Linked DNA regions of Oryctolagus cuniculus: region 2 is linked to region 1. Evidence: chromatin contacts called from public Micro-C data. All regions are on one chromosome and are shown on one strand. The core of a region is the stretch at or near the end of the contact, and the rest is flanking DNA. Distances in the headings are between cores, read along the strand shown. Region 1 overlaps LOC103350930 (a long non-coding RNA gene). Region 2 holds the start of ARID4B (AT-rich interaction domain 4B).

Region 1 (3,557 bases), core at 56-2,555:
GCAGACTCTTTCCATCCTATTGTTTCCAAGCAATCTGGCAGCCAGGGCTCCAGGGACTGCTAGTGGGTGAGGACCCTGCAGCTCAGCGGATTCAGCTGTGCCTCCATGCCGTTCTCACAGAGGCTGCTGAGAGATGATGGGTGTCCCTGGGCTGCCGGCTCTTCCTCTGACACTGGCAGTGACCACCCGCTCAGCTGCCAGTCTGAGCAAAAAGGGCACTTGGTGTCAGGCCACGCCCAGAGTCTACTCTATACCACGCCCCCTCCTTCCAGTAGTACAGATGATGTGTGGTTTGTGAATGTGGAAAAACACCCCTACATTGAAAGAATTCTCTCCCCAGCTAAACAGAAATAAGCTTAGACAAGAAGAGCACTTGGTGTTGGGCAACTGATGTGTTGGAAGATGCTCAGGACGGGTGTTTTTTGCTGTCTTCAAAGTAAGCTTGGGGCAGAGTAAATCCATTTTACCATTTTCACTAGGTAATGGGATTGCAGGTGAGTTTTGCTTCTTACTTAAACTTTCCTGTATTTTTTTTTTGTATTTGCCAGAACCATATGCTATTCTCGTGCAAAAGAAGAGAAAGGGTAGCATTTTGTCTAGTCTACTGTCTCAGTTGGGACACTTTCTCTTGTGACTGACACAAACTCAGATCACACTGGAACTGGCAGGGGCTTTGTTGCTTGATGGCAGGTGGGTTTGGGGCTGCGGCTAGTTCTGGGGTTTCCATGAACGTAGAGCTGGTTTCTATGTCTCTTTTCATCCACAGGTTTCCCCTCTCAGTTGGGCTGTGTTTTTAGCCACATGCTTTGTGCATGGTCATAGTACAGCTATGGTGGTTTCAAACGTGTCCTTCCAACTTCAAGTCTAGTGGAACAATTTCTAACCGTTACTCCTGGAAAGCTATTTTTTGCATCTGATTAGCTCCAGTTGGCACATATCCCCACCTGGAAACCAACCACTGCTCTGGCCAGGGACATAGCGTAACTGCTTGGCTAAAGCCTCTGTTCCATGCCTCATTCCTGAGATGGAGGTGGAGCACTCTCTCCAACCACATAAGGTTAGGGGTAGGGGAAGGGTAGTTCCTGGAGGGAATTTGACGTTCAGTCACCAAAGGGGGAATGGATGGAGGGCAGCCAGGAACTCATAAATGCTCAGTCTGCCTGACTACTTCCAGAAAGGACCGGCAGTAATGCAGGGGGAATAAACCTTGGCCTACAGAGAGCTGCTCTATTTGAACCAGAGTTTAGCTCTGAGCTTCCTGGTGAAGCGGGAGTGGGTCATTGCTGCCAGCCTCATACGTTCCATGTCTTGTGACGATGCAGTGTGCAGGTGTGGACACAGAAGGGCAAGTGAATAGTGAAGCCAAGTTTCATGAGGAGGGTATACCTGGCTGAGCAGGTGAACATCTCAGGAAAGAACCGAGAGCCTAGTCTGCATTCAGACTGGAGCTTGTATGGGTTTGGATTTAGGCCCTCCCACCTATCTGGGCTGTCCAGCTGGGTGGAGGGCTTCACGGGTGTAGAATCGTAATGGCTGCCTTGGTGCAGGGCTGATGAGATAGCCCTAAGCTGCCCCCAGAGAGAGGGCTGGGATTCTCTCAATCAGGTTATTGAACAACGAGAAGACTTTTGATATGTAATTGTGGGCTTGCCTCTACATTTTTCCTCCTTTCACCACACAGCAATTCCCATTTCCTTTGGCACCTCTTACACATATAGTCTGACATCTACCTATTCACTTTAACAGTGGCAGCCAAGGCAAAAGGCAAAGTCTTGTTCATAAAATGTTAACTCACCAGGATTAAACAGTAAGGAAGAATCAGCACCTCTGATAAAACTTACCTGTGGTCCCAAGGTGGATAGAAGCTGTCTTCTTCCTCTTTTACCCCCTTCCATCTGCATTATCTCACTGTTTTCACTTTTGCCCCTTCTTGGCCCATCTTTGTCTTTTTCTCACGGCACTGAGATCAGTCCTGATTCTCTGTCTCTGCCCAGAGTCATCATTCAGCTAGCTGACCTCTTCCTGCAGTTGGAACACCTGGGGCTTGGACTGGGTTAAAAATTCACTGCCATTGGAAGATCTGCCAGGAACAAAGAGAGCTGGAGTTCAGTCCTGTTTCTCTTCCAGAGTCATCCCTGGCCGCTTCCTGCTTGGAAAAGGAACACACTTGTTCTCTTGTGGGAGGGTGAAGGCCATCTTGGTTCTTGCCTCACACTGAGGAATTGCCATGTGGACAGGGACAGTGAGCCAAGCAAGATTTATTGAAGTGAGAAACCTCCTGCCCAAGCAAGTCAGGATGGGGGCTCCAAGAGGCATTGCCTGGGACGCTTGTGGGTGCTGGCTCTTTTTTATGCACAAAAGTGGCTACCTAAATTTAACCAATCAGAGGGCTGGGATAACAACCAGAGGCAGGGATAAAAACGCATCAGAGTGTTGCTGTGGATTCGTTTTGAGAGGAGGAGCATGGTGGGGGCAAGAGGCGTGGAGTCACCACATAGACCCTGGGAGTTGGGTGAAAGCGGGCCAGAGGTGAGCAGCCTGCAGACTCGTTTATTTCAGTTGGTACAGCAGCTTATATAGCCGAGGCAGCCAATCCAGTCAAGGGGCGGTTTATGCCCTAACCAATCACAGCCTATTGCCAGGCAGCCTCCATTGCCAGGTGGTTTCTGAAGCCATTCCTGAATAACTGACGCTTGTCAGCGACCACGTTGGCATGGCCTTCACATTCTACCATATCAGAGGGCTGGAATTGGTAATCCTGTCTATCCTGCTCTCATGATAAAACTAAGTGTTGCTGAAGGCAGCCTCTGGGAAAAAGCAAACACTGTGTCCACTCTTAAAAGCACTCTGTCCCTTTTCTCATTCCGGCAGGGACCTGACCTAACTGCCCATTAGCTCGTCTAAGTCCTCACAGATCCACTGGGGTTGCCTGCAAGAAGCCCATCGCCCAGGGGAAAGAAGCACTCTCAGGAGAGCCGCTTCACACCCATTTTCTTCGGCATCAACAAGGTTTGCCGAGATTTTCTTGCCAGACCACATTGTTTCTCACAGCCTGAGAGTTTCACATTCAGTTCTTTATCCTGTGTGGACAACTGGGAGGAAGCACATCCCTGAGGGCTGCTGTGGTTGGTGTGGGCCGGGCCGTGCTCTCTTGGCTCTCAGTGGCTCTGTGTTGCTGGTGGGGAGCCAAGGCCAAGCGGCCAGCAGCCGTGGAGGTACAGGAGGTGCTGCCCAGGGAGCCCCTCATCTGCCGTTCGGGAGCCCTCCTGACACTGACCTCAGCTGCTGGGGGCAAAGAAAATGGATTCCGTGGTTTGCAAAGTAGCCATAGGGGATTGGAATTCTCACTCCTACGTGGCCTATTCTTCCTTCCTAGATTTATCCTGTTTATACCTTCTTAATTGCAAGCATTCTGGAAAAGTCAGATAGCAAAATAATCGGGCTGTGAGAAAGGCATGGTTTACAAACTTTCCTCTGTGACCGTCATTTCCTTCCCTCCTTCCCTCCTTCCCTCCTTCCCTCCTTCGTCCTTCAAGCTTCAGCCCATCTCTGTTGGG
Region 2 (3,706 bases), core at 170-2,669, 220 kb before region 1:
ATATGTAAACAAATCTTTTAAAAAACACACACAATACACTCTTTCCACCAGGTGAAGCACTAACTCAGTAGCCTCCTTGCGGGAATCTCTGCATTCACTTCTTTCTCATGTGCCTTTGCACAGTTCAAACTCACCCCCTCTCCTTTCCAATTGAGAACTTTTGAAAGGTGTACCACTGCTCTTAGGACAAGAACAAAAACTCAGAAGGGCTGCCTCCTGATACAAGCCTTTCCAACTCCTCTTGTCTGGAATGTGCTTCTCTTCCAGTTAATGCTCCCTACCCCTGCAGCTCTATCTTGGGAAAGCCTCCCGTTATCTTCCTAAGCCAAATTCCCGGTTTCACATTCTCCACTTAATTCTGCTTTGTAGCATTGCCACTACTGCAATTTCACATTCACTGGTGAGTCCGTTTAGTTTCACATCTCTCACCAGACTTAGCTTCAAGAAGGGTCATGCTAGCTTCGCCACATTTTCCTAGGACACATGTGAAGGGCTGAACGCAAGTGCCTTCCAATGTGTTACAGGACGAATCAGAACATCGGCTCGCTTTGAGAAAATAAAAATTCCACACAGAGTCTTTTTTCCCTCCCCCTCAAGGGAAGGGCCTGGTTTCAGAGTTACTAAACAAGACACACACAAAATGCGGAGCACAGACCGAATCTTTCCTCTTGAACTCCAGGAGATGCTGGGTTTGAAGGAAACTGCCCGACACATAGAGGCAGGCGCTTCAAATAACTTAAGACGCCGATTTTTAACAGCGGCTTGGCAGAGAGTTTCGAATGTCTACCATGCTAGCCCAGATGCCCTCTTCCGCCCTCCTGGGTCACCCACCCCCCGCCCCGTCTCACGCTAGGGGATGGGAAAGTCGTACACAATCCGGTTCAGCATCCGGGTCCTCTCCCTCCTTTCTTTCTTTCCCCTCTGTCCACCCCCCATCCTCCTCCGCCCTCCTTGCCATCCGGGTCCCCCCCAGCCGCCAGAACTGCCGCTCACGGTTCAACGATGATATCACGACTTTCACGCCGCCGGTCCGGGAGTAGCCACACCCAGCATCAACTTCCCACTTTGTAGTTCAGACCAAGGCTCCTCCCGATGCCTACATGAATCCCTCCCCCCGCTTCACTACAGAACTCTCCGCCCTCCTCAGCCGCCAGCGACACCGCATTACTCGATGCAAGAAAATGCGCCATCCTGGTCACACTGCGCAGGCGTCGTTGCCGCCTCCCCACCGCTTTGTCGCCCCGCCCCCTTTCCCTCCCTGTCCCGTCTCGCGCGGCGCGGGGCCTTGCGGGTTGTGCAGTTCTCCTGAGCGAAGGTTTGAGCGTTGGCCTGGGTTGGCTGGACTACATTTCCCAGGAAGCTTTGAGGCGTAACTTTCTGTTTCCATAGAACTGGTGGGAAAATGGCGTCGTTGTTTGTATCCTTGGGACCAGTAGGAAGAGGGTATAGGCGGGTTTTAAAGAAAAATAACCAATCCGAGGTCGCCTAAGAGGCCATCCGGGAAAGAGGTAGGGGAGGGGAAAGAAAACTAGGGGAGGGGAGAAAGGAGGGAAGGGGGGGAATCTAGGGTGGTGGGGGGGGAAGCGATGTTTGCCCGTCAGTCGAGTCCGGAGTGAGGAGCTCGGGCGCCGAAGCTGAGGGAGACTCTTGGGCTTAAGCTTGCCGCCACCACGGCCACCGCCTGGACCTTTGCCTCGAGGGAGCCGCAGAGGGTCCATCGCCGTCGTCCTCTGGAGGGCAGCGCGATTGGGGGCCCGGACCTCCAGTCCAGGAGGGATTTTTCGTCGTCCCCCCTCCCCCCAGCGAGGGAACCCGAGCGGCCGCCAAACAAAGGTACCAGTCGCCGCCGCGGGAGGAGGAGGAGCCGGAGCCTCAGCTTCAGCAGCCACTGGACCCACCGCCCTTCTTCCCCATCTCTCCCCCGGGCCTGCTGGTTTTGGGGGGGGTGGAGGAGAGGGGACTCTGGACGTGCCAGGGTCAGATCTCGCCTCCGAGGAAGGTAGGGGTTATTTTCCGGGGCTTTCGCGGTCTTCTAAGGGGGTCCTTTTGGGAGTCGCTGGGCCCGGTCGAGGAGCAGGGGGTAGATGGCTGTGGTGGTCTCCCCAGCGCCCCGATTCGGGGCCTCGGCCTCCCGGGGCCCCCGCCCCCCCGCAGCAGCCGAGTCCGAGCCGCCCCCTGGCCGGGCGGCCGCACACTCAGCGGTTTAGCGGCCCTTGGCCGCGGCTGGGGGCCCAGGCGGGGTGGGGGTCCGTGCTGCCTCCCAGGCCCTCGGTCCTCTCGCCGTCCCCGCGGCGGGGGCAGATGTTGATCTCGCTCGCACTTGTCGGGTCTCGGCTTTGAACGGGACGTGGGCAGAGGCTCTGGGGTGGGCTGGTCTTGCCTTCGGCCCTCGGGCCCGTCCTGCCCCTCGGCGGCCCCCGGCCGGGCTCCGGCTCCGACGCGGGGTTGCGAGGCCGGTGGGGGCGCGGACCGGCTCAGCCCGGCGACGAGGCCCGCGGGGGAGGGCGGCCGGCCCCGCGCCGGACCCCGGGCTTGTTGTGAGTTTCTTCACTGACAGAAATGGCGTCATTGTCGGAGACGGGAAACTCCGTCGGGTCCCGACAATGGGGACGGGAAGCTGCCGAGCTGTGTAGGTGGCCGTGTTTGCGGGGATGGCGAGGCCAGAGGGAGCCCCGAATCGGCTCATGGTGGTTCCGGGGCCGATTCCCTCTCTGCAAGGCTCTTTCTCTGGGCTTCGGGCATCGCTCGCTTTCTTCTCTACTCCGCCGCTGGTGCAGAGGGGTGCCCGTGGTGTTAACTGGGTGTCTTTTGTTTCCCCTCCAGGTGCAGGTGAATCTGGTGTTTCTGAGCGGAACGCAGTCCCAGATTCACCATGAAGGTAAGTCTGCCCGCAGAAAAAGAACCTCTGGGTTTTAGAATTCAGAAAGCAGGGGCTTGAGCCGCGGTCGTCGTGTGCGGCCTTCGAGTTTTGCAGGGGAGGATGTGTTTGGTGGCTTGGGGCTGAGCCCCTCCCAGGAGACGATAGGGGTCAGCTGGTGGGAATGTGCACGGGCTTTGCTGTGGAGTTGTGGAGTTAGTTCTAGGATATCTCGTGGAGGGTGAGTCTTCCGTATAGAACGGCTTTTTACAGGGAACGGTAGCAATAACTGCACGCCTCTAAGTGTTTTAAAAGGTAAAAACAAAAAGCAGGTCAAGTAATCTGACTCTAGAAACGGAACTGTATTGTGGTTCTGTCGGTTACACTGATGAAAGAAAATCTCATTTCGTGTGGAAATAGTACTGTGAATTTTAGCAGAAAACCTGTTTAATAGCCACAAAAATCATCATCATGCAAAGATCTTGAAACAGAATTTTGATGATCTTTACGCAGTTCAGAGATGGCACTTGTTCCTGTATTTCCAGAGATATTTCCAGAGATTTAAGCTTGTATGTCCCCCACCTCTTTATAAAGGCCTTCTTAGCCTGCAAATTGTTGGATGCTGTGTTGCATTGTAATGTGTGAGAAACTGATGGCCAGCTTCCTCTTAAATGTAAACATGTTAACTGAATGGAGGATAGGGTCTGAAAAATGCAATTTGTCTAGTTGGTGGAAGAAATTATAGCAGTTGAAGTACAGGTGCATTTTTTTTTTCTCTTTCGAGAATGTGTAAATGACTGCAGTCTTATTTTTTTTACCCTCTAGAATAAAAAGCCTTCTGATAACTAA

What was found. A called contact is a pair of places that touch in the nucleus more often than the background predicts.
Region 2: a contact with region 1 is called in a Micro-C map of ear pinna, with 7 times the contacts expected there. The contact joins the promoter of ARID4B here to the enhancer-like site in region 1. A contact is called at or near these places in 3 of 6 Hi-C or Micro-C datasets (ear pinna, skin fibroblasts and an unstated tissue).

What each region holds. Positions count from the first base shown.
Region 1 is chr13:54,368,174-54,371,730 of mOryCun1.1, reverse strand. The region is part of intron 1 of LOC103350930 (a long non-coding RNA gene); the gene reads left to right. Among named protein-coding and RNA genes, the nearest start is that of TOMM20, 29 kb to the left of the region's middle. Within about 2 kb of position 1,305, at least 1 of the 8 cell types and tissues checked has an H3K27ac peak or open chromatin away from gene starts, as enhancers often do.
Region 2 is chr13:54,585,216-54,588,921 of mOryCun1.1, reverse strand. ARID4B (AT-rich interaction domain 4B) reads left to right here and starts at 1,419. Exons shown (of 24, transcript XM_051820724.2): 1 at 1,419-1,508; 2 at 2,824-2,878. The coding sequence starts at 2,873. It overlaps GGPS1 (geranylgeranyl diphosphate synthase 1), which reads right to left and starts at 1,227. Exons shown (of 4, transcript XM_008268242.4): 1 at 994-1,227.